Regions from separate parts of the Mus musculus genome. Here regions 1, 2, 3, 4, 5 and 7 are each linked to region 6. The links are chromatin contacts, called in public Hi-C and promoter capture Hi-C maps. All regions are on one chromosome and are shown on one strand. Each heading gives the region's core, a stretch centred on a gene start, on an enhancer-like site or on the middle of the called end of the contact. The rest is flanking DNA. Distances are from core to core; before and after follow the strand shown.

What was found. A called contact is a pair of places that touch in the nucleus more often than the background predicts. Capture Hi-C pulls out chosen DNA fragments and counts their contacts.
Region 1: a Hi-C map of B cells shows a contact between it and region 6, with 6 read pairs. The contact joins the promoter of Polr2e here to the promoter of Mrpl54 in region 6. A contact is called at or near these places in 2 of 39 promoter capture datasets (cranial neural crest and frontonasal cranial neural crest), 1 of 484 Hi-C or Micro-C datasets (B cells) and 2 of 9 other capture datasets (adipose tissue and liver).
Region 2: a promoter capture Hi-C map of pancreatic islet shows a contact between it and region 6, with 3 times the contacts expected there. The contact joins the promoter of Wdr18 here to the promoter of Mrpl54 in region 6. A contact is called at or near these places in 1 of 39 promoter capture datasets (embryonic stem cells) and 2 of 9 other capture datasets (liver and pancreatic islet).
Region 3: a promoter capture Hi-C map of adipose tissue shows a contact between it and region 6, with 2.6 times the contacts expected there. The contact joins the promoter of Hcn2 here to the promoter of Mrpl54 in region 6. A contact is called at or near these places in 2 of 39 promoter capture datasets (embryonic stem cells and liver) and 2 of 9 other capture datasets (adipose tissue and liver).
Region 4: a contact with region 6 is called in a promoter capture Hi-C map of adipose tissue, with 3 times the contacts expected there. The contact joins the promoter of Med16 here to the promoter of Mrpl54 in region 6. A contact is called at or near these places in 1 of 39 promoter capture datasets (liver), 1 of 115 datasets of contacts at active chromatin or transcription factors (pancreatic cancer cells) and 2 of 9 other capture datasets (adipose tissue and liver).
Region 5: a promoter capture Hi-C map of liver shows a contact between it and region 6, with 2.8 times the contacts expected there. The contact joins the promoter of Prtn3 here to the promoter of Mrpl54 in region 6. A contact is called at or near these places in 1 of 39 promoter capture datasets (liver), 1 of 115 datasets of contacts at active chromatin or transcription factors (embryonic forebrain) and 2 of 9 other capture datasets (adipose tissue and liver).
Region 7: a contact with region 6 is called in a promoter capture Hi-C map of liver, with 3 times the contacts expected there. The contact joins the promoter of Cnn2 here to the promoter of Mrpl54 in region 6. A contact is called at or near these places in 3 of 39 promoter capture datasets (cranial neural crest, embryonic stem cells and liver), 1 of 484 Hi-C or Micro-C datasets (muscle stem cells) and 2 of 9 other capture datasets (adipose tissue and liver).

Annotation. Positions count from the first base shown.
Region 1 is chr10:80,038,356-80,041,322 of GRCm38.p6, forward strand. It overlaps Polr2e (polymerase (RNA) II (DNA directed) polypeptide E), which reads right to left and starts at 1,304. Exons shown (of 7, transcript NM_025554.2): 1 at 1,228-1,304; 2 at 84-258. The coding sequence starts at 1,284.
Region 2 is chr10:79,958,634-79,961,844 of GRCm38.p6, forward strand. It overlaps Wdr18 (WD repeat domain 18), which reads left to right and starts at 1,519. Exons shown (of 10, transcript NM_175450.4): 1 at 1,519-1,739; 2 at 2,369-2,479. The coding sequence starts at 1,530.
Region 3 is chr10:79,714,861-79,717,925 of GRCm38.p6, forward strand. It overlaps Hcn2 (hyperpolarization-activated, cyclic nucleotide-gated K+ 2), which reads left to right and starts at 1,774. Exons shown (of 8, transcript NM_008226.2): 1 at 1,774-2,359. The coding sequence starts at 1,809.
Region 4 is chr10:79,907,412-79,910,445 of GRCm38.p6, forward strand. Med16 (mediator complex subunit 16) reads right to left here and starts at 1,527. Exons shown (of 15, transcript NM_198107.2): 1 at 1,407-1,527; 2 at 80-245. The coding sequence starts at 1,484. R3hdm4 (R3H domain containing 4) reads right to left here. Exons shown (of 8, transcript NM_177994.5): 8 at 2,641-3,034. It overlaps Gm24019 (a small nuclear RNA gene), which reads left to right and starts at 1,784; the gene lies at 1,784-1,890.
Region 5 is chr10:79,878,158-79,881,279 of GRCm38.p6, forward strand. It overlaps Prtn3 (proteinase 3), which reads left to right and starts at 1,510. Exons shown (of 5, transcript NM_011178.2): 1 at 1,510-1,585; 2 at 2,271-2,436; 3 at 2,879-3,020. The coding sequence starts at 1,519.
Region 6 is chr10:81,265,366-81,268,319 of GRCm38.p6, forward strand. Mrpl54 (mitochondrial ribosomal protein L54) reads right to left here and starts at 1,561. Exons shown (of 3, transcript NM_025317.2): 1 at 1,408-1,561; 2 at 286-442. The coding sequence starts at 1,525. It overlaps Apba3 (amyloid beta (A4) precursor protein-binding, family A, member 3), which reads left to right and starts at 2,807. Exons shown (of 11, transcript NM_018758.2): 1 at 2,807-2,954.
Region 7 is chr10:79,986,523-79,989,863 of GRCm38.p6, forward strand. It overlaps Cnn2 (calponin 2), which reads left to right and starts at 2,078. Exons shown (of 7, transcript NM_007725.2): 1 at 2,078-2,218. The coding sequence starts at 2,156.

The sequences.
Region 1 (2,967 bases), core at 54-2,553, 1.2 Mb before region 6:
GTTAGGCCAGAGTGGGACATGCATTCACTGGCACCTGAGCCAGGGCCTGGAGGAGACCACTCCTGCCAGCCCAAGGGCCTCACCTGGGAAGAACACAAACATCTGGTCTGTGGGGTCATCGTTGTGGGCCACCAGCACCGTGAGGTCTGTGCGCCTTGGCCGTCCTTCGCTGGGCTTGTCCCCAAACTGCGCCTTGAATTCCTCAAGTGTCTGGTCCAGTTCATCCTGGGTCACCAGGTAGCCACGGTCATGACACAGCTGCAGAGACAAGAGGCAAAGAGGCAGTCAGCCTGAGCACTTAGCTCGCAGACCTGACCCTGAATGGCCGAGGCTGGGGACTAACACTGAACTGATCCAGCAGTACCCAAACTCTGTATAGGCTCAGACCACAGCGGCCCGGCCAAGCCTCTCCTCCCCCCAACCTCAGTGGAGCAGGCTGGGATTAATCCCCTGGCAACTGTAGGCAACCTTCTGAATACAGGCACCTTCCTGTCCCCAGTCTTGAGTGTTCCTGATGAGGGAGACTAGAGCATCATCCAGGATCAGGGCTGAGGAACAGGCATGAGGTGGCCCTGGGCTCCACCAACACAGCATAAGTCAAAACTATGCATACCTCTTTATCTAATAATGGTGTCTCATGTGTTCAACTCAAAACAACCAAGAATTTTTTCTTTTATTCCCTTTTTCTTTTTCAAGACAGGGTTTCTCTGCGTGACTTTGTCTATTCTGGAAATCACTATGTAGATGAGGCTGACTTCTAATTTAAAGAGATTCGCTTGCTTCTGCCTCCAGAGTGCTGGGATTAAAGGCGTGTACCATCATACCGGCTTGTTCTGTTTTTAAAAATACTGTTTTTTCATCCTATGTGTGTCTGGAGTCCCCAGAGATCAGGACAGGGCGTCAGATCCCCTGGAACTGGGGTTACAGATGGTTGATAGCTTTCGTGTGGGCGGCTACCTAGCTCGCATAAAACCAAGTGTGACCACGCAGCAGCCCCCTCTCCCGAAACGGAGCCCACCCAGGCCTTTTCCCCTGAGGCAGAGTTAGGAGGTGGAAGCAGTAGGATTTCTAAGAGTTGAAGCCAGCGTGGGTGGGCTCCACACTTTAAACGGGGATGCATTCCAATCCAGGAGGATTGGCCCCTGCGGGAGGCGGGCCTCGGCGGACAACCCGCAGTTAGTCCGCAACTGAACGCTCGCTCGCATAAAGCTCCTCACGCTTGATCACCTGCATGATCGTCTTGCGGATCTTCCACAGCCGGTAGGTCTCCTCCTCGTCGTCCATGCTGTCGCGCTTCCCAAACAACTGTGCACGCGCGCTCGTGGAGCTGCCAGCACGGAGCCTGCGCCGGACGCACAAAATGCCCCCCGCCCCCCGGCAGTGCGCCTGCGCCAAGGGCTGGGAAGGCCCCCGCCCAGGTTCGTGCTGTCTAAGGTGAACGCCGGAATAAACCTACTTTCCACGACAGGCTGCGCGTTGGGCAGCCCCAGCCTTCACCGGGGCGGTGTCGCGCGTCGGGAAGATCTCGCGATACTTGACCTGATAACAGTTTTATTTCCCTCCCTTAGGCGTCTCCCGGGCTGTAGTCCACGCCTTTAATCCCCGTCCTCGGCAAGCAGATCTGTGAGTTCGAGGCCAGCCTGCTCTATAGCCAGGTCTACAGAGAAAACCCTGTCTCGAAAGAAAGCAAGAGACCAGTGATGAACAGCCAGGTTCATGTGCCTCAATTTCCCTTTTTATACAAGTTTTTATTAGTGTATCTGCACTTTACATGAGAAATCGGATGCAAGCACCCACATGAGGTGGCCCCCAGCCATTTGTAACTCCAGCTCCAGAGAGTCTGATGCCTCTGGCCTCCAAGGGCCACACTTACAGGTCTATACCCACATGCAGACACACAGATAAACATAGTTAAACGACTAAAAATCTAAAATGAAAACAATCGATGTGCGGGCATACACACAATGAACAAACAAGTGTGTATATGGTGGGCTAACTCGTGAAAAGTTTGAGAAGGTGGTGAGAAAATGAATCCTAGGGAAAGGGATTCCAGGGCTAAACCCTTCCAACTATACAATGGGAGTTCACAGGAACGCCCCTTTCTCCTTTTCTTTCTTTCTTATTTGTTTATTTATTTATTTATTTATTTATTACATGAAAGTACACTGTAGCTGTCTTCAGACACTCCAGAAGAGGGAGTCAGATCTCATTATGGGTGGTTATGAGCCACCATGTGGTTGCTGGGATTTGAACTTCGGACCTTCAGAAAAGCAGTCGGGTGCTCTTACCCACTGAGCCATCTCACCAGCCCTCTCCTTTTCTTTGGGGGAGTGTGCTGACTTGAAATTTGGTATAGAGACCAGGTCTCAACAGCGCAGAGAATGGCCTGCCTCTGCCTCTCAGTGTTGGGATTAAAGGCGTGTGCCACCAAGACTGGCAAGGTCTGTCCTTGGAAGTCCAGATGCCTCCATTCTGTCCTGATGTGCGTCTGACAGCTCATCTACAGATCATCACCAGTTCCTGCCTGAGAACTTAGGCTGATCCCAACTGGGAAAGACAAGTTTTTGCCAAGTACACTGAGCCCACCATCTACCCTGTAGACCAAGGGGCTTAGGCTGCTACAGTTGGCCAAAGAAGCCATGAGTGTGCAAAGGAAGGGGACATGGGCAAAGACGTTTCTTGGAGAAGAGAGCATTGCCTGGGCCTGGGAGTGGTGGCCGATGCATTTGATTCTGGAGGCCAAGTGGGTAGATTTCTGTGAGCGCTGTGCTGAACACCCCCCACCCCCAGCAGGGGAGCCCCTGACTTCCACTTTCAGGGGGGACATGACCCTCTCATTATTGGTGGTAGTGAACAGTCAGAGCCTAAGTATGTGTACTTGGGACCTTAGGAGCTTCCCAGTGGCCATGTGGATAAGTGTCACTGAGGGTGTCCTCCAGCCCTTGCATGTAGGAGCCCCTCCTCCCA
Region 2 (3,211 bases), core at 269-2,768, 1.3 Mb before region 6:
ACCTGGCCTATGACCAGCAGCTGTGACCCGAGGCTAAAGGTTGCTTGGCTAGAGATTGACCTTTTGGGTCTACACGGAGTGAACCGAATACAAATTTGAAATTTATGGCTCAAAAGAGGAAAGGGCAAAGAAGCGGCAAATCCATAAAGGGCGTGGGTCGATTGGTAAGAGTTTAATCACCAATTCACCTCAGCCAGACATATTATCCTTGATGAGTATGTAGCCTGATTTTACATGCAGTAAGTCACTAACTTCATTTGGTCTAAATAAAGTATAAAGATCAGTGGTTTATATTTTTGCTATAAAACAAGGTTTAAAAAGTAAACCGGGGGCTGGTGAGATGGCTCAGTGGGTAAGAGCACCCGACGGCTCTTCCAAAGGTCTGGAGTTCAAATCCCAGCAACCATATAGTGGCTCACAACCATCTGTAACAAAATCTGACTCCCTCTTCTGGAGTGTCTGAAAACAGCTACAGTGTACTTACATATAATAAATAAATAAATCTTTAAAAAAAAAAAAGTAAACCGGTTTCAGAGGGAAAGCCAGGAAAGGGGACAATATTTGAAATGTAAATAAAGTAAATATCTGAAGAAGAAGAAGAAGAAGAAGGAGGAGGAGGAGGAGGAGGAGGAGGAGGAGGAGGAGGAGGAGGAGGAGAAGAAGAAGAAGAAGAAAAGAAGAAGAAGAAGAAGAAGAAGAAGAAGAAGAAGAAGAAGAAGAAGAAGAAGAAAGAAGAAGAAAAGAAGAAGAAGAAGAAGAAGAAAAGAAGAAGAAGAAAAGAAAGTAAATAAACCGGTCACCGGTGGTGGAGGCTCAAGGCCACCCAGCACATAAAGAGACACTGTCTCGAAAAGAAAGAAGGAAAGAAAGAAAAAAAGAAGGAAAGAAAGAAAAAGAAAACAAAAGAAAGAAAAAAAAAAGACAAACCCAGCAAACAGGTAGCAAAAATACCTTCCACTACACAGAGGTAATACAGTGCTGACCGGCCAGGGACTCCCCAGTCTTCTACGCATGTGCAGGAATCCAGTTTTGTTTTGTTTTGTTTTGTTTTGTTTTGTTTTGTTTTGTTTTGTTTTGTTTTGTTTTGTTTTGTTTTGTTTTGTTTTGTTTTGTTTTGTTTTGTTTTGTTTTGTTTTGTTTTGTTTTGTTTTGCCCCGCCCCGCCCCGCCCCGCCCCGCCCCGCCCCCGAAGAAGCTCCTGGTGTTCTTTAACCTGCTTGGCTGGGTCTAGCATTACGCCTTTCGCGCACTGGCTTGTACGCATGTGCAGGTCGTCTGGCTACGCCCTCTCACCTGCTGCTAGCTCCGCCCCAGAGCCGCGAACTTTTTACGCATGCGCACGTTAGGGCTCCTGGAACCCGTAAAGCACCAGGCAATCAACAGCCTCCTCGGCTTGGTGAAGCTACCGCGCATGCGTAGACTTTCCAGTTTGGCCTCTAGGAGGCGCTATGGCCGTTCTAGTCGGCCAGGAGCCATCTTAACAGTCTCTCTAAGGATGATGGGATTCAGGGGCGGGACTGGCAGAGCAAGATGGCGGCGCCCATGGAAGTGGTGGTGTGTACTGACGCCGCGGCACAGCTCTGGAGCTGCGTGGTGTGGGAGCTTCATTCGGGCGCCAACCTGCTCACCTACCGAGGCGGCCAAGCGGGGCCGCGAGGCCTGGCGCTACTCAATGGCGAGTACCTGCTGGCGGCGCAGCAGGGCAAGAACTACATCTGCGCCTGGGAGCTGCAGCGTAAGGTGTGGGGCCTCAGCGTCCGCGGGGCAGCCGAGAGTCCTGGGGCGCCGCCAGGGTTGGGGTCCCGGCGACCCTGGGGTGGCTGCGTGACAGGGCGTACTCGGAGGCCGAGGGGTTTTCTCCTAGGGAGATGGCGCCAACGCACGCGTGCTCAGATGAAGATCGATGGCGAATCCGCTTTTGCACGCTTGTAGTGTTAGGGACGCCAATTTTGATGCAGAAGGGAAAATGGGGTCCGTTAGAGGTCATGCTTTTGGACAGCATGGCAGATCAGAGATCTTGAGGAGCCGCAGGAAGACAGAGACCGACGGCCCGTCCTTTTGTTACCCTCGTAAAGAGTCGCAGATCTTCATAGTCAGGACTGACTGAGGCCTGGGGTTACTGGTTCTGATGTTTCTGGAACACAGAGCTTCCTTCTTGTCCGCTGGGATCCCTACTGCTGAGCCCTGACCCTGCCCTTCACTGGGAGGTTCTAGGCAGTGGTTCTAACCCTGAGCCGCACCGACAACCCCTCACTTGAGCAGTCTGTCTCCCCAACCCCCTTACTCTTGCTCTCTGTACTAAAAACTTTAACCTTCCATTGCCTCCGTTCTGATACTCACATAGTTTGTCTTGTATCCTGTGTCCCTAGGATCAGCTCCAACAGAAAATCATGTGTCCTGGGCCTGTCACCTGTCTGACCACAGCACCTAATGGCTTGTATGTCCTGGCAGGAATTGCAGAGAGCATCTACCTGTGGGAGGTGAGAACAGCTTGTCACACGTATGTGTCACTTGGGAATGCTAGAGAGTAAAACTGGTTGGTGTCCAGTTTTACCTGAGGTAGGCAGGTGGTCTTGGAGATCTTACCCATGACTTCTGAAAACAAAAATGTGGCCATGTCTATAGGGTCCTCATTTGTGACTGAGATACAGGACAGTGTTCAACCTGCTGGTGGCTCTAGTGCTGTCGTGAGCAACCAGGAAAGAAACTTAGAAAAGGGCAGTGACCAGAATTAGTACAGAGGAGGAGGAGGCAGGAACCAGAAGCAGTGCAGAGGAGGAGGAAAGCATTTATTTACACTTGTGGTTTATATGAGGGAAGTCAGCGCAGGAAGCAGAAAGTCAGTTAACATCCATAGTCAGCAGCAAAGAGAAATGCTCCCGTGATTGACTACACTTGTTGCTCTTGCAGAGGACCTGGGTTCAATTCCCAGCACCCACAGAATGGCTCACAGCCATCCATAACTTCAGTTCTAGAGAACTTGACACCTCTTTTGATCTCAGTAGGCACCAGACTGCCCACTGCATGCACATACAGGCACGCAGGCAAAATACTCATAAAGGAAATAAACCTGAAAAAAGAAAGAAAAACTGTCTACTGAATGAGAGAGCTGGCTCAGCAGTTAAGAACATTGGCTGCTCTTTCAGGGGATCCAGGTTTAGTTCACAGCACTCACATGGCAGCTCACAACTGTCTGTAGCTCCAGGGAACTA
Region 3 (3,065 bases), core at 524-3,023, 1.6 Mb before region 6:
GACTGCTCTTCTGAAGGTCCTGAGTTCAAATCCCAGCAAACACATTGTGGCTCATAACCACCAATAATGAGGTCTGACGCCCTCTTCTGGTGCATCTGAAGCTACAGTGTACTTAAATTTAATAATAAATCTTAAAAGAAAAAGAAGACACCTGGCTCTTTTTAGAATCCTTTGTGAGCCCAAGGGCTGCCTGGCAGAGCAGTCTCCTGGCATGGCAGGTCCTCTGCCAGCCAGTAGCCATGCTGCCTCCTCCCCTGCACTCAACCACAAGTCCTGGAGCTCTGGCGACCTGCCCAGCTGACATCTTCCCAGGGTGAACATAAAAGATCCCCCTTCATCTGGAACAGGCATGTGCCCTGGGGCGGAGCAGCCTGGCACTGTCAACTGTGATGTTCAAAAGTGGAGGCCAGAGGGGTGCCAGGGGCAGCTCCAGAGTCCCCGGGGTCGGGGCAGCCCATCTGTGTCAGATGAGGGCATGCAGCTGGCATGGCACATCCAACATCACTGGACACCTACTGTGAGCAGACAGAAGTCATAGCCCCATTCTTGAGACACTCAACCAATAGCTAAATATGAGGTCAGGCCAGAAACAGTGAAGGCTGTAGGGACCTTGATGACCCATAAAGGGCTGGAAGGGTCCAAGAGAAGTTAAGAGGGACCCAGAAGATCTAAAAGGGTCTAGAAAGGGTCCAGAAGCATCCAGGGGAGTTTGTAAAAGGTCAGAAGGATTTAAGTGAACTTAGGGTCCAGGGAAATAAGGGAGAATCTAAGGATGCCCAGAGGGGACATAAGAAGGTCCCAAGAGTCTCCTGAATGAGAACTTTCTTCCCACCAGTTCACAGCTATTCTTCCCCTGTATTTCCTCCCTTCTCCCCAACATCCTGTCATAAAATCCTCTCCACTCTTTGGTGAAGAAGGGTGGGAATTTAGAGTCAGAACTAGTGTCACCTGGCTCCAGCCTCAGGCCACAGCCTTAGGACCCCCAGGAGCCAATGTCTCCCCGGACCTGGGGTAAAGTGTGGAATGTAACTGATGCCTGAGTCAAGGTGGCAGAGAGTAGGGGTCGGGTATATGTACAGAGGCAGAAGTTGAACCAGGATCCCCTGGAGACCGCTAAGGACTACCTAACCTGGGATCCTCACTTTTTAAGGGAGAAGTCGCCAGAAGCCACAGGAGTCTTGCTACTGTTTTTGTTGCCTGACCATGCCTCAGTTTCCCCACAAGTAGGGCTTGGAGATGGGCTGAGATTAGAACCCAGAATGATCTCAGCCCTTCTCACAAATATTCATAGGTTTCTGCCTTGGAGGCGGTGAAAGCGACAGAGCCAGAGATATGGTAGCCTCCGGGAACACACTTTTATTATGGAATCTGCCACCTTGAACCGAGAAAGGAGTTGGCACCCGAGGGGTGAGCGTCAGCGGTTGCCCCGCCCGCGGTGTCCTCGAGATCGCGGAGGAACCCCAGAGTGGACCAGGGCTTGGTCTGCATCGTGCGTCAAGGCAGGGGCCCGCCGGCTGGGCTCTGTGACCTTGGGTTCGTCCTTGGCCTCAGTTTCCCCCTGGGGAACCGAGCCTGAGCGCATCTCCAAGGTCTCAAGGGGCTGACTGACCTTGAGCCTGCTTGCTGGCCAGAGCCTCAGTTTCCCCATCCATCCCTGTGTGGGGTGAGGGTGGTTCAGGTGGAGGCGGGGCTCCCGCCCCCGCCCCTCCCCCGCAAGCAGAGGCTCCACCCCCGGCTCCGCCCTCCCTCGGGCTCGGCCGGCGGCGGCGGCGGCCGCTCCGCTCCGCACTGCCCGGCGCCGCCTCGCCATGGATGCGCGCGGGGGCGGCGGGCGGCCGGGCGATAGTCCGGGCACGACCCCTGCGCCGGGGCCGCCGCCACCGCCGCCGCCGCCCGCGCCCCCTCAGCCTCAGCCACCACCCGCGCCACCCCCGAACCCCACGACCCCCTCGCACCCGGAGTCGGCGGACGAGCCCGGCCCGCGCGCCCGGCTCTGCAGCCGCGACAGCGCCTGCACCCCTGGCGCGGCCAAGGGCGGCGCGAATGGCGAGTGCGGGCGCGGGGAGCCGCAGTGCAGCCCCGAGGGCCCCGCGCGCGGCCCCAAGGTTTCGTTCTCATGCCGCGGGGCGGCCTCCGGGCCCTCGGCGGCCGAGGAGGCGGGCAGCGAGGAGGCGGGCCCGGCGGGTGAGCCGCGCGGCAGCCAGGCTAGCTTCCTGCAGCGCCAATTCGGGGCGCTTCTGCAGCCCGGCGTCAACAAGTTCTCCCTGCGGATGTTCGGCAGCCAGAAGGCCGTGGAGCGCGAGCAGGAACGCGTGAAGTCGGCGGGGGCCTGGATCATCCACCCCTACAGCGACTTCAGGTGCCGCCTCCGGGAGGGGCCCGTCCTTGGCGCGCCCGGGAGAGGGCGGGGCGCCACGTCCCGGATGGTGACCTCGGGGTGGTGGCAGTTCGAGTCACCGGGCCGAGGATGGGGGGTAGTCCCCTCGCGGTGACCTCGGGCTCGACCCGGACCCACCCCCGAGGGACCCTGGTGTGCAGAGGGTCCGCCCTTTTGGAGGCCTGGAGTGAGGGGGTCCTTGGCGCTCCCCCTCCCGCGCGCCCTAGTTGCAGTGGGCGAGAACCGCGGCCTCAGGGCCAGGGTCTGAGCGCATAGGGGTGGAGAGGACGAATAGAGGGGAACGTGGGTGCCCGTAGGCCGCGGAGCAGAAATGAGGGTGGAAAGATGGGTAGAAAGGAGAAAGGAAGAAAAAGGAGGAGGAAGGAAAAGAAGGGAAGGAAAGAAGGAAGAAATAAGGAAGGACGCATGGGAAAGGACGCGCTCGGGAGGCCTCGGGGAGGGCGTTATTAAGCGGGCGCCTCGCGTTCCCACGGTCTCCACTTGCGCCCGGGGCGGGCGCGTTCCGAGTACCCACACATCCCGGGTGTGTGGCTACGGACGTGGCCTGAGTTGGCTGCTGCGTGCAGCGAAAGAAGCTGGCGTAGGGCCATGACCCGAGTGTTTGCGTCTGTCTCTCCTTTCCGAGCGAGCTTGTGATGTGATGCCCGAGAGGGTCCTGGGGAGGCGT
Region 4 (3,034 bases), core at 277-2,776, 1.4 Mb before region 6:
AGTGGAGCCACACCTGGCAAGCCCACCCACATGGTCTTGATCCCCAGGTCCTAGCCAGGTAAGGAGAGCCAGCACTCACCCTGGTCATCATTGCGTAGGTCTGTGGTGAAGGCAATGAGGTTCCTGCAGGACCAGGCACAAGCCAGGGGCAGCGACGGGCAGTACGTGCTCTTGGCCCACTTCTCCCATTCGCACACATAGGCCAGGTCCATCATACCCACCGCACCCAGCACGGTCCCTGGCTCCTGGGGAAAAGGGAGGCAGTGCTCTATAGCAGCTCCCAGCTAAAGGGTGTCTAGAATGTTCTCCAGCGAGAGCCCTGCTATAAAATCCATGATGCCCCGCCTGGGGTCACTCCTCCCTAGGCAACCCAGATCAGCCTGAGCTCAGCCTACAAACGCTAAGCACCCTCCACACACACAACCGGGCCCACCCCTACCACTTCAGTCTGGGCCTCAGTCTACACTCTAGTTCAGTCTCCAAGCCTTGCCTGGGACCTAGTAGCTTAGACCCCGCAGCAGCCCATGCCACACAATACTCTCAACAAGTTAACATCCAAGGCTCAAATTCTGAGCCTTTTTTTGTTTTTTTTTTTTTGAGACAGGGTTTCTCTGTGTAGCCCTGGCTCTCCTGGAACTCACTCTGTAGACCAGGCTGGCCTCGAACTCTGAAATCCGCCTGCCTCTGCCTCCCAAGTGCTGGGATTAAAGGCGTGCGCCTGGCAAAAAGCCTGAGTCTTTTTTTTTTTCTTTTTGGTTTTTCGAGACAGGGTTTCTCTGTATAGCTCTGGCTGTCCTGGAACTCACGTTGTAGACCAGGCTGGCCTCGAACTCAGAAATCCGCAGCCTCTGCCTCCCAAATGCTGGGATTAAAGGCGTGAACCACCACACCCGGCTAAATCCTGAGTCTTAACACACACACCTCCACCACCTCCCGCCCAAGCTCGTTAAGCTCCACCCACATTGTCTAATCACCCTAGGCTCCGCCTCCAAACCAAACTGGTAAATTCAGCCTCAGTTTCTGCTCAGCTTGTGACTACTAGGTCACCTCTCTGCATCGATCTCAGATCTTTAGCACCCCCAACCCCGGCCCACCTTAGACTCCGCTCCCTAGGCCACATCCCTCTCTATCAGTCTTATTTCTTCAGACTCTGCCCCTCCATCCAACTTCTGAACTCAGGCCACGCCCCTCCCAGGGAGGCTCAGCCCCTCGGACCACGCCCCCTCCTCAACCCCGTCGCCTTAGGCTCCCCCTATTCACATCCCTCCCACAACGGCCTCTACCCAGCAAGCTTTGTTCCCAGGCCCGCCCTCTGACCCCGCAAGCCCCGCCCCTCGGCCTTCCGCTCGCGGTTTTAGCCTGAAACGCACCAGCCACGAGTCCCGTACCCCGCACGCCGTACTAACCTGTCCGCCCCGGGCGCCCAGTCGGCCCGGCGGCCGCGGTCCACACTCGCCCCAACGCCCGGGATCCGACGCCGCCATCTCTAGGCCCGCGCCGGCCCCCTCGCACAGACTTGTGGGAGAAGCTCGGCTACTCCCCTGCCCCGGTTAATTTGCATATAATATTTCCTAGTAACTATAGAGGCTTAATGTGCGATAAAAGACAGATAATCTGTTCTTTTTAATACTAGCTACATTTTACATGATAGGCTTGGATTTCTATAAGAGATACAAATACTAAATTATTATTTTAAAAAACAGCACAAAAGGAAACTCACCCTAACTGTAAAGTAATTGTGTGTTTTGAGACTATAAATATCCCTTGGAGAAAAGCCTTGTTTGTGCTCGCTTCGGCAGCACATATACTAAAATTGGAACGATACAGAGAAGATTAGCATGGCCCCTGCGCAAGGATGACACGCAAATTCGTGAAGCGTTCCATATTTTGTTCCTCAGAGGAACTGACAAGCACCCTAACATCCTATTGGAGGCTCACTCACGTTTTTTCTATTTTGTTTCTTGACAGCAGAGCTCGTTGCTCACTGTATAGCTCAGGTTGGCCTGACACTGATGAGGTTCTCCAGTGACTGCCTCTACCTACCTACTGGGATGACAGAGGTGTACCACCAAGCCACGGGCTCCTGTGTGAGTGTGTGTGTGTGTGTATAAGTGTGCCTTCCACAGTGCACGTAAGAGGACAAGGAGTTGGTTCTTGCTCTCAGATCATCAAGCTTGGCGGCAAGCACCTTAACGTGCTTAACCATTTTGCTGGCCCTCAAGTGACTGTTGTTTGAGGCAGGGTCTCACTGTATGGCCCTGGCTATGTAGACTAGCTGGCCTTGAACTCACAGAGATCCATCAGCCTCTGGCTCCTGAGTGCTAGGATTCAGAGGTGTCCAACAATGAGACCTGTCTACCACATGGCCCAGGCTGGCCTCAAAATCACTTGTCACTGGTCACCATGTGGTTTAAATGGTGCTGGGGATGGAACCCAGGGCTTTGAGCATGCTAACCAATTGCTTTCCCCATCGAACCCCAACCTGGCACCTCATCTTTAAGCATTTTACATGTTGTAAAATGAACTAATGTTATAGAGACTTTGAGGTTCCCCCGTGTCCAGCTTGCTAGCTCGTGCCCTCAGTGATCTCCCAGTCTCACCCACCCCCACCAAACCTAAAGACAAACACGGGGACAGGACTCGAGCACCAAGGCTTTATTAAAATCGTCCCTTTCCCCCAAGCTCAAAGAATCACACAGAAGGGGAAGGGAAGGAGGGCCAGGCCTGCTGAACATATAAGACCTCTGCAGTGACCACAGCTATGCTGAGCAGCAGAGGGGACAGGGGAGGGGACAGGGAACACAAGGTCAGAGGCTTCTGGCTGGAAGTCCTGGACCCCTGGCATAAGGAGAGGGGAGAAGGAGGAGGAGAGGACAGTCTGAAAGGCAGGCAGGGCCTAGGGAGCTGGGGACAAGATACACACATCACCAAAAAAAAAAAAAAAAAAAAGCATAAAATGAGCCCTTGAGACAATGCTTGTCCAGGTTCATGGCACATGGCGTGCATACATGTGCGCCACACACACACACACAGA
Region 5 (3,122 bases), core at 260-2,759, 1.4 Mb before region 6:
GCTCAGTGGGGAAAGGCGCTTGCTGCCAAACCTCAGGGTCTCTGTTCAGTTCTGGGGACTCACACAGTGGACGGAGAGAACTTACTCTTGACTGTTATCCTCCGACCCGCTGTGCAGACACGACACACATGCACACATGGAGAAGTTCGTTCATATAGGAATGAATGCATTAACTTTGTACTCCTGGGATGGAACTCAGGGCCTTATGCAGCCTAAGCAAGTGCTCAATACTTGGCTGTATCCCAGTGTTCTATGGGTTTAGACTATTTCATTTATTGATTTTTTTTTTTTTAGGTTTGAGACAGGGTTTCTGTGTAGCCCTGGCTGTCCAGGAACTCGCTCTGTAGACCAGGCTGGCCTCGAACTCACAAGAGCTCCTCTTGCCTCTGCCTCCTGAGTGCTGGGATTAAATGCGTGTGCCACCATTGCTGTGCTAGACTATTTTATAATAAATGAATATATTTGCTCTGTGATCCCAGCACAGAGGCAGGAGGATTGATGTTGGTTTGGGATTTAATAAACAGGGGTGGATGGGGAGGGAAAGGGCCAGATAGCTCAGTGGGTAAAGCACTATGGCAGAAGGGAGGGCTGCAGTTCCAGTCCCCAGAACCCGTGTCCACAGCGGAGACAGCCTCCTGTATTTCCGAGCATTTGTGTAAGGAGGCCCAGAAGAAGACAGGGACACCTCTCCCCCAACAAGCTAGAGAGCTGATTGACTGAAACCTTAGAGAGAGCCCCTGCCTCAATATAAGGTGGAGAGTCACTGAGGAAGATACCTTGTGTCAACCTCAGGCCACTCTATGCATGTGCATCCACACATGCCTATGCAGAAAGAAAGAAAGAAAGAAAGAAAGAAAGAAAGAAAGAAAGAAAGAAAGAAAGAAAGAGAGAGAGAGAGAGAGAAAGAAAGATTAAAAAATTTAAGATATATAAATTAAAAAGAAATAAAACACACACACAATATATATATTTATATGAAAAAAAACCAGTAAAGAGAAAAGAATAGGAAATTATCCCAGTGCAGAAGTGCATACTTGTCATCCGAGCGTGCAGGAGGCTGAGGCAGAAGGAACCTTGGATACGTGGTGAGTTCATGGCTAGCCAGGGTTACATGCAACCCTGTTTAAAATGAACACACATACACACACACACACACACACACACACACACACACACTACAACATTAGAGGAGAAATAATGAACTCCCAAAGTAAAATCTAGGCAGGTTATTAATGGGGAGGGTCATCGATGGGGGGTGTATCACAGGATCTGTGGATCATAGCTGAGTGGGTACTAAAGTGGCTTGTCCCAGGACCCTCAGCACGCTCTGGGTGGCAGAGGGCTTCCTGTGCCTCCAGAGAGACCCCCTGCGTCCTGCCCTACTGCAAACATTCCTGGGCCCCCAAACTGGAAGGAGGAAGTGGGACCCACAGCCCAGCCTTTAGCCACTGTTCAACGGCTCCCGGCAGAGCTGGGCTATAAGAGGGCCCCAGCAAGCAGGATGCCAGGAGCCTGGCCATGGCTGGAAGCTACCCATCCCCCAAGGGGATCCATCCCTTCCTGCTGCTTGCCCTGGTGGTTGGTGGTGAGTGTGTGTGTGGGTGGGGGGGTGGGGAGCTGTTCATTAACCAGCACCTTCCTAGAATAGCTGGGAAGGTCAGGGCATCCCCTGGTTAAATGCTTGGGAAGGAAAGAATGAGAGGGGGCATTGACTGCTTTCCTTCTGTTTTAGGGTTCTTTTTTAGACAGAGTCTTAAGTAGCCCAGGCTGGCCTTTGCTACATTATAGCAAATCAGCTTTGACCTCCTGGCCCTCATGCCTCATCTCAGTACTGGGGTAGCAAGCTCCCATGCTGTGTTTCTGTGGCACTGGATGTGGGACCTAGGGCTTTGTGCGTGTAAGCCACGACTCTACCCACTGAACCCAACACCAGCTTCAGCCCTTGATGGGTTCTTACTGTATGTGTGCCGCCCACGGACTCTCACTGCAGGGAGGAATTTCCAGGGAATCAGGAATTACCAGCCAAGCTGAATGGCGCACATCTTTAATCCCAGCAGTTGGGAGGCAGAGGCATGCAGATCTCGCTGAGTTCAAGGCCACCCTGGACCACAGTGTGAGACACTATCTCAAAACAAAATAATACGTGTAGACTCAAGTCAGCCCCCGACTCCTCCCCAGGCACAGGTCACTTTAAAACCATAGGTAGAACAGACTGTGGCTCTCATGGCTGGAACCCTTCAGGCTGCATTCCTGACACCTACTTCCCCTAGGCGCAGTCCAGGCCTCCAAGATTGTAGGTGGGCACGAGGCTCGGCCCCACTCTCGGCCTTATGTGGCATCCCTGCAGCTGAGCAGGTTCCCTGGGAGCCACTTCTGTGGTGGCACCCTGATCCACCCGAGATTCGTGCTGACAGCCGCCCACTGCCTGCAGGACATGTGAGTTCAGGAGACAGCGAGGGAGTGGCAGGTCTGAACTGACAGCAAAGCCCTGGATGGGTACCTCATAGTCTCTTCCCCTTCCAAAGGCTCCCTCTAGACCTGCCTCAGCTCTTCCCCATGCGTTCTCCAGGAGATTATTTCAACAGAGACTTTCTCTCACCTAGAATCCCCCAGTGAAGGGGATAGGGGAGTGGTTAGGGTAAATATCCCTTCTAGAATTCCCCAGGGAAGGGTCTGTGGGCACGGTCAGGGTAGAGTTCCTCCTACCTGCCTAGAATCCCCCAGTGAGCGACTAGGGGGCGTGGTTATGGTAGAGCCCCACCTGGATTCCTCCCAGAGGGCGTGGTCAGGGGTGGAGCACTTGGTAACGTGTTGAAGGATCGATCCGGGTTCCATCCCTTTCCCTACAACAAACAACATCCCACAACCTTCACTGCAGCTCCTGGCAGCTTGTGACAGTGGTGCTGGGTGCCCACGACCTGCTGAGCTCGGAGCCTGAGCAGCAGAAGTTCACCATCAGTCAGGTCTTCCAGAACAATTACAACCCCGAGGAGAACCTCAATGACGTGCTTCTCCTCCAGGTAGGTCGGGTTCTGGGGATCCATTGCTGCAGAAGACACGTAGGGAAAACCTACTGTGTGCCATGCTAGGACCATGGAGCCGTCATAGTGTGGGACCCGGGT
Region 6 (2,954 bases), core at 311-2,810:
CAGGTAACTGGTTCCCAGCTTGCCCTGGGAAGGGGATACTTGTGCTGTTGACCAACCCTCTGGGTCCCTGGAACAAGGGTAGCTGGGGATCAGTCATAAATGTCAAGAAGCAGAGTCCTGCTGCCCCCTTCAGCCTTTGGGGACATATGGTCTTGTGTACTCACTGGCATCCAGAACCACCCATGACAAGGGTAGACGAGCACAGCAGGCCTCAGGGGGCTATCCTGGAGCCCCATGTTCCTGAAGGCTGGGTGTCAGGATTCCTATGCAGTGTGGTACACTCACCATGTGGGGTACTCGGAGTCTGCCTTCAGGGCCACATCCTGGCCTTCCTTGTAGATGTTGACCCCCATGGCATGTGTGGTGAGCTGAGTGGGGTCTGTGCACACCTCGGGGTCCTTCAGGGCCTCAGCGGCCACGCCGCCCTTGCCGCCCTTGCCAACTGCACAGTGAGAGAACGGGACACTTCAGCCTGCCCAGCTCTGCCCTCCTTCAACCCTCCTTTGTGTGGCCTCCAACAACCAACAGCCCCAGCTCTCTCCATGCATAACAGGGTCCCTTGTTATGGCACAGACCTGTCCCACTCCCGTGGGCCCTGAAGGCCCAGCCCATACTACACAACCCCTCTTCCATTCAGTGATGTTGACATGGTGGCACATGCCTGGCATCCCAGCATTCTGGAGCTGAGGCTGGGGAGTCATAAGACCCTGTCTCAAAAAAAAAAACAAAAAACCAATTCTGAGAAGAGAGAGATGGCTCGGTAACTCTAGGCCAACTTGGCAACATTTTTTTTTTTTTTTTTTGAAGACAGGGTATGTCATGATGTAGCTCTCCTGGAACAACACAAAAAAGTAAACACTAAAAATATTTTTGAGATGGGGTCTTCCTGGCAGGCCTGGAACTCACAGAGATCACTCTGCTTCTCTGCTGGGATTAAAGGTATCACGTTCGCCTCAAAGCGTAATTTTTAAATAATTTTAAATAATGATTATCACGGGTGTGTACACTGTCACAGTGCTTGTGGGATTGGTCATCTCCTTCCCTGCTTATGTGGGTCCTGGGGATCAAACTCAAGGCTTTCCAGGCAAGCACCTTGCACAATGAACCAACCTGCCCACCCACATTACTTTTTAAATTAAAATAATGACAATAACTTAGTTGATGTTGGTTATGTTTGGTGATTTACTCAAAGTTGAAGCGTGACACCCAGCCTGGTCCCGCCCTGTCCCACAAGGGCCGCGCCTGCGCACTGAGCGTAGAGGCTAGCGGCGCACCCGCAGGCCTCACTACGCTAGCACGCACCGTTTGGCCTCCGTAACGCTGCGCCTGCGCAGTCAATCCTCAGAACCCCACCTCCCCAGCAGCGCTCCGGCCGTACCCACTTTGGTTCCTTCGGAGCCAACTCACCTGGCTTTTTAGCATATTCCCGGATAGAGAATCCTCCAGGTCTTCTGAGGACCGGGAGCGCCCGGGGATGCCAGCGGGCCCACACCCGGGAAGCCCGGAGGAGATGGGCGGCCGCCATGACGCTGGCCGGCCGCTCGCACGTGCAGACTTCCGTGTTACGTCAGCCCTCCAGATCGGCTTTGGAGGTGTTGGAGGCGCCGCGGCCTTCTGGGAAATGTAGTCTTTAAAAAAAAATTTGCCCGACTAACGACTAATTTTAACTTCTGTAGCTATCGACCGTTCAAAGAATATTTCATTAAATTCTTGCCCCCAGTTCAAATGGTGATGGCACACCTTTAATCCCAGTACTCTGGAGATACAGGTAGGAGGATCTCTGAATTCAAGGTTAACCTTGGCTACTGCTTGAGTTCCAGGACAACCAAGGCTACACAAAGAAACCCTGCCTCAGACGATGATGACGACAACAACAACAAGTATTTAGATCTTTATTTACTTTAAATGTCACAGCAAAATCATGCTTATATCCCTTGTGGAATTTTTGAAAGCTTAAAAGTTAGGACAGTCAGTTGTGATGTGGAGGTGGAGGCAAGAGAATCAGGAGTTTGGGTCGATCTGTCCTACACAGCAAGTTTGAGGTCAGCCTTGGCTATATGAGATCTTGGCTTAAACATATGGGTAGCTGAGAATGATGGGAGTGATGAACCCCAGCTTAATCCCCACACTTGGGAGGCAGAGGTAGGTAGATGCCTGTGAGTTCCTGGCCAGCCTACTCTACATAGTGATACGTATGTGTTCTATTCACTAATAGAAAAAAGTGGGGTTTGGTGATTGGGGCTTCGTAGCAGAAATGGAGGCTGGATGCACACAGGAAGCTGAGGCAGGAGGATCAGGAGTTTGAAGCCAGCCTAGGCTACATGAGACTCTCAAGAATAAATAGACTAGTACTAGAATCTTCTAGACTCATTGCTAACAAACCTAACCAGGTGAACTCTTTTTAGATCACACAGTTAAGTTTAGGAATTATCATTGTCCCTAATCTATATGTAGGACCGTGATGCAAATTCCAGTGTCAACTCAAGTCTAGATTGTACCGTTATAGATCCTTACTGGGATACAAAGTGGAAGTCCGTCCTCAATAACTTCCATTCCCACTTTTCCTTTGCACTCCAAATTTTCAAGTCATGGCTCTCTTTACCATCCCTGGTTTCTGCCCATGTCCTACCTCAGCCGTTACACTCTGAAGTGATGCAGAACCCGATTTTAGAAAAGAAAAGCCAGTTTGAGCCTCGCCTCCGTTCTTGTAGTCTCGGGATTCGAACCTGAGCTCTACTATCTATACTGCAACACTGGCGAGTCCCCGGAAGGAGAGAGAGCGGACTCGAGGACTACATTTCCCAGCAGGCCGTTTGAGAGTGTGTATGCGCAATAGTCCTGGATGGTGCAGTGACCGATGATCCGGTTCCAAAGCTGGGATCCCAGAGAGCTGCTGACTCTTCTGGAAGGACGGGCGGACCGTCCGGACAATCCTGCCCGGGCCGGAGACACAG
Region 7 (3,341 bases), core at 828-3,327, 1.3 Mb before region 6:
AGTTTGCAAATATTAACTCATCTGATTTTCAGACAAGGAGCCTGGAGTTCAGAGAGAGCTGATAATTAGTGTCACACAGTGAAATGGGGAAGGAGGATTTTTGTTTGTTTTTCAATACAGGGTTTCTCTGTGTAGCCCTGGCTGTCCTGGAACTCACTCTGTAGAGCAGACTGGAGTCGAACTCACAGAGAACCTCAAGAGTGCTGGGTGGGACTAAAGACGTGCCACCACCACCCAGCTACATGGAATGTTAAATTCCATTCATTTTCGATCTCAGGACAGAGTTCTAATACACTAAGCTGCTAGAAATCCAGAATCTTGGGATCTGGGGTGTTTGGGGTTTTGTTTCTGGGATTGTAAGTCACAAAGCAGCAGGGCCAGGGTTTGAATGTGGCACACAGTCCTCTCGGCATGGAATAGTTTTCCTTATTTGTTCTTATTTCTCAACCACTTCAAAGCTCAGAAAGCTCTTCTGAGCTCAGGGGCGGGACAGAAGGAGGGAGTGGCTGGCCTTGCTGCTGGGCGGGAGCAGAGATGTGGCTATACTTCACAGCATACACAGTGTTTTGTTCAAATTTCAGCCCCTGTTAAGAAAATGAGGGAAGTTGGACTCATCTACTCATTTTTTTTTTTTTTGAGTGCCTGTCTGCGCACGACGCGCATGCAGTGCCTACAGCGGCCAGATGGGGGCGTCGGGTCCCCTGAAGCTGGAGTCACAGAAGGCTGTGAACACTGGGGGTGTGTGTGAGGGCTGTGTATGTGGATACAGGTGCGCTGCAGATGGAGAAGAAAGGAGGCGAGGAGGGTGGGCTGGGGAGATGGCTCAGGTCTGGGGAAATAGCTGCTCTTGCAGAGAACCTGGTTGTGGCACCTGCAGTTGCTGTCTCAGTGCTCAGCACAGTGGCCTGGATGCCCTGATACCCTGCTAAGCCTGTGTGCACCCCACACAGCATGGCCGCTCTTGACAAGTGCTTTCTTTAACTATTCCAAAAAGGTCTTCAGTGTCCCGACACCTGGGGCTTCCTGCCTGGTCACAGGAACCTGTGTTGTCCACAGTTTGGGACCATCTGGAGTCCGGTGCTCCACTGTACAAATTCAAAAACTCCAGCAGAGCCCAGAGAGGAAGGATTTGTCTAAATCACAGAAACCCAGAGAGGTGGGAAGAAAGCCACCCTTTAGAAGTATCCAACCACTGGGCGTGGTGGCGCACGCCTTTAATCCCAGCACTTGGGAGGCAGAGGCAGGTGAATTTCTGAGTTCGAGGCCAGCCTGATCTACAGAGTGAGTTCCAGAGAAATCCTGTCTCGAAAAAACTATGCTTCCGTCCTATGGCCAAGGCCTCTCTGTCAAGCCCTGAGACTCCCAGCATCTGTCTGCCTGTGTTCCGTGGGGCAGGACCAGCCCCTCAGGAATCAACTTGATCCATCTACAGACTCAGGTTGAGCTCAGGCACTTACTGAAAGGATATCATCCTCAGCCACTCCACCCTCACACAGTCAGCCAGCAACCCTCAGCCCTTCTGGGAGCCCCACCCCGACCTCCAACCGATCGCCTTCTCCCACCCTCCATATTTTGCACTTGGTGTTCTAGCAGAAAGCCTTTTCCCTTTGGACTGAAAAACTCATCCATCAGTGCTCCAGCTCCCGAGGCCTCCTTCTCTGAGAAGCTCCCCTCGAGAATCCTGTCTATGCCGCCCCTGCCCCTTCCCACTGAGATGTTTGGAGAGGGAGCAAGATTCTGGTAAGTGCCGGTAGTGGCAGAGAAGGTTTCTAGCCAGATTTTAGGATTTAGGGTCCCACCGAACAGTTTTCTGTCTCTCACTATGATACAGGAGGAGTAAACTGACTTCTGGCCCAGGTCGGAAGCCCACGCCCTTCGCTGCCTCAGTTTCCCGCAACTACAAACGGGACGGCGGGCCCCTCCTGATCGGCCGGGATGCTAGGGTGGCTCCGGCGGGCGGGGGTCCCGGCGGCCGAGGGGGGCTCAGGAAGTCGCGGCCACAGGAATTCGGCGCTTCCACGCCTTATAAGGACATTTGCTCTGCCAGCCAATCGGCGGCGGGGGCGGCGCTCAGCCCCGTCCCGGGCCGTCCGCCCGCAGCCCGACCCTCTGCCGGTCCCGCTGGTCCTCCTGTCCCGCTCCGGGGTCCCGCGCCATGAGCTCCACGCAGTTCAACAAGGGCCCGTCCTACGGGCTCTCGGCCGAGGTCAAGAACCGGGTGAGTGGGTTGCGGGGCTTGCCAGCCTCGAACGCACGACCAATGGGAGCGGGGCTCGCCAGCCTCGAACGCGCGACCGATGCATGAGCCGGGACAGCTGGGCTTTGCTTTACCCTGATATCCGGAGGGTCTGGGGTGCTGTGGGAAGCTGTGGCGTCTGGGAGGCTGGGGACCCATTTTATCCGCATCCTGAATGTCACCTCCAGCCCCGCCCCTGGACCTCTCAGTCCCCGGCGCCCCGGGCTTCCTGCACTCTGTGCCCCTTGCAGGATGTAAGAAAGTTAAGGTCCGGGAGAGAGAAAGCGAGCACACGAGCGATCCGGGCGTCTGAGAGTGCCCCCTGAGGCCCCATCTTCATTACCTGTCGAAACTTCCGTTTCATCTAAGCCACTTAAGTTGGGGACAGGGAAGGGGGCGGGGCCGGTGGCCTTCTTAACAGGGTGTGGTCCGTTCCAGGACTCCCACACACACCTGGGAAAGGGCTCACTGAGAGGAACCGCAAATGCAGGAGAACACTGAAGTCACCAGTTTCGGAGGGACATCTGGGGAGCCATACAGCAAGGTGTCCTGAGCTGATGAGGGAGACACTGATCCCAGACTTAGGGGGCTCAGGCCTGACATCCTGAAACCTTCTAGATAGATCCGCCAACCACACGCACACACCTGGCACCTGGGAATGCAAGTTTCACAGTCAGCTAAAGCCAAGCAACCTGCCTAGGCACGCTGAAGCTACCAGTCGGACCCACCTCCGACTGGCACCTGCCAGGTCCCTACAAGTGACACGAGAGGCATACCTACCTCATGCCACCCATGTGCTATCCTCAGCCTGCTAGAGACAAGTTGCTATTTCACTTCCCACCCTGGGCTCAGAGAGGTTGCTCTAGCTCCCCAGAGACACACAGCATTCTGACGACCCTGCCCAATTCTTCCTGGACAGACTGGACATCTCCCTGGAACAGAGAAAGTGAAAGAAAGAGTCAGGACAGCCCTAAGGATAGAGTTTTAGGAGCTGGGTGGGGCCAGGGACAGGTCAGCACTTGCTCAGGGGATGAGCTCTCAGATCCCCTCCAACTGTGGAGCTGGGAAGTGGACCCCCCCCCCCCAGTAGCCTGCAGGGGTCACA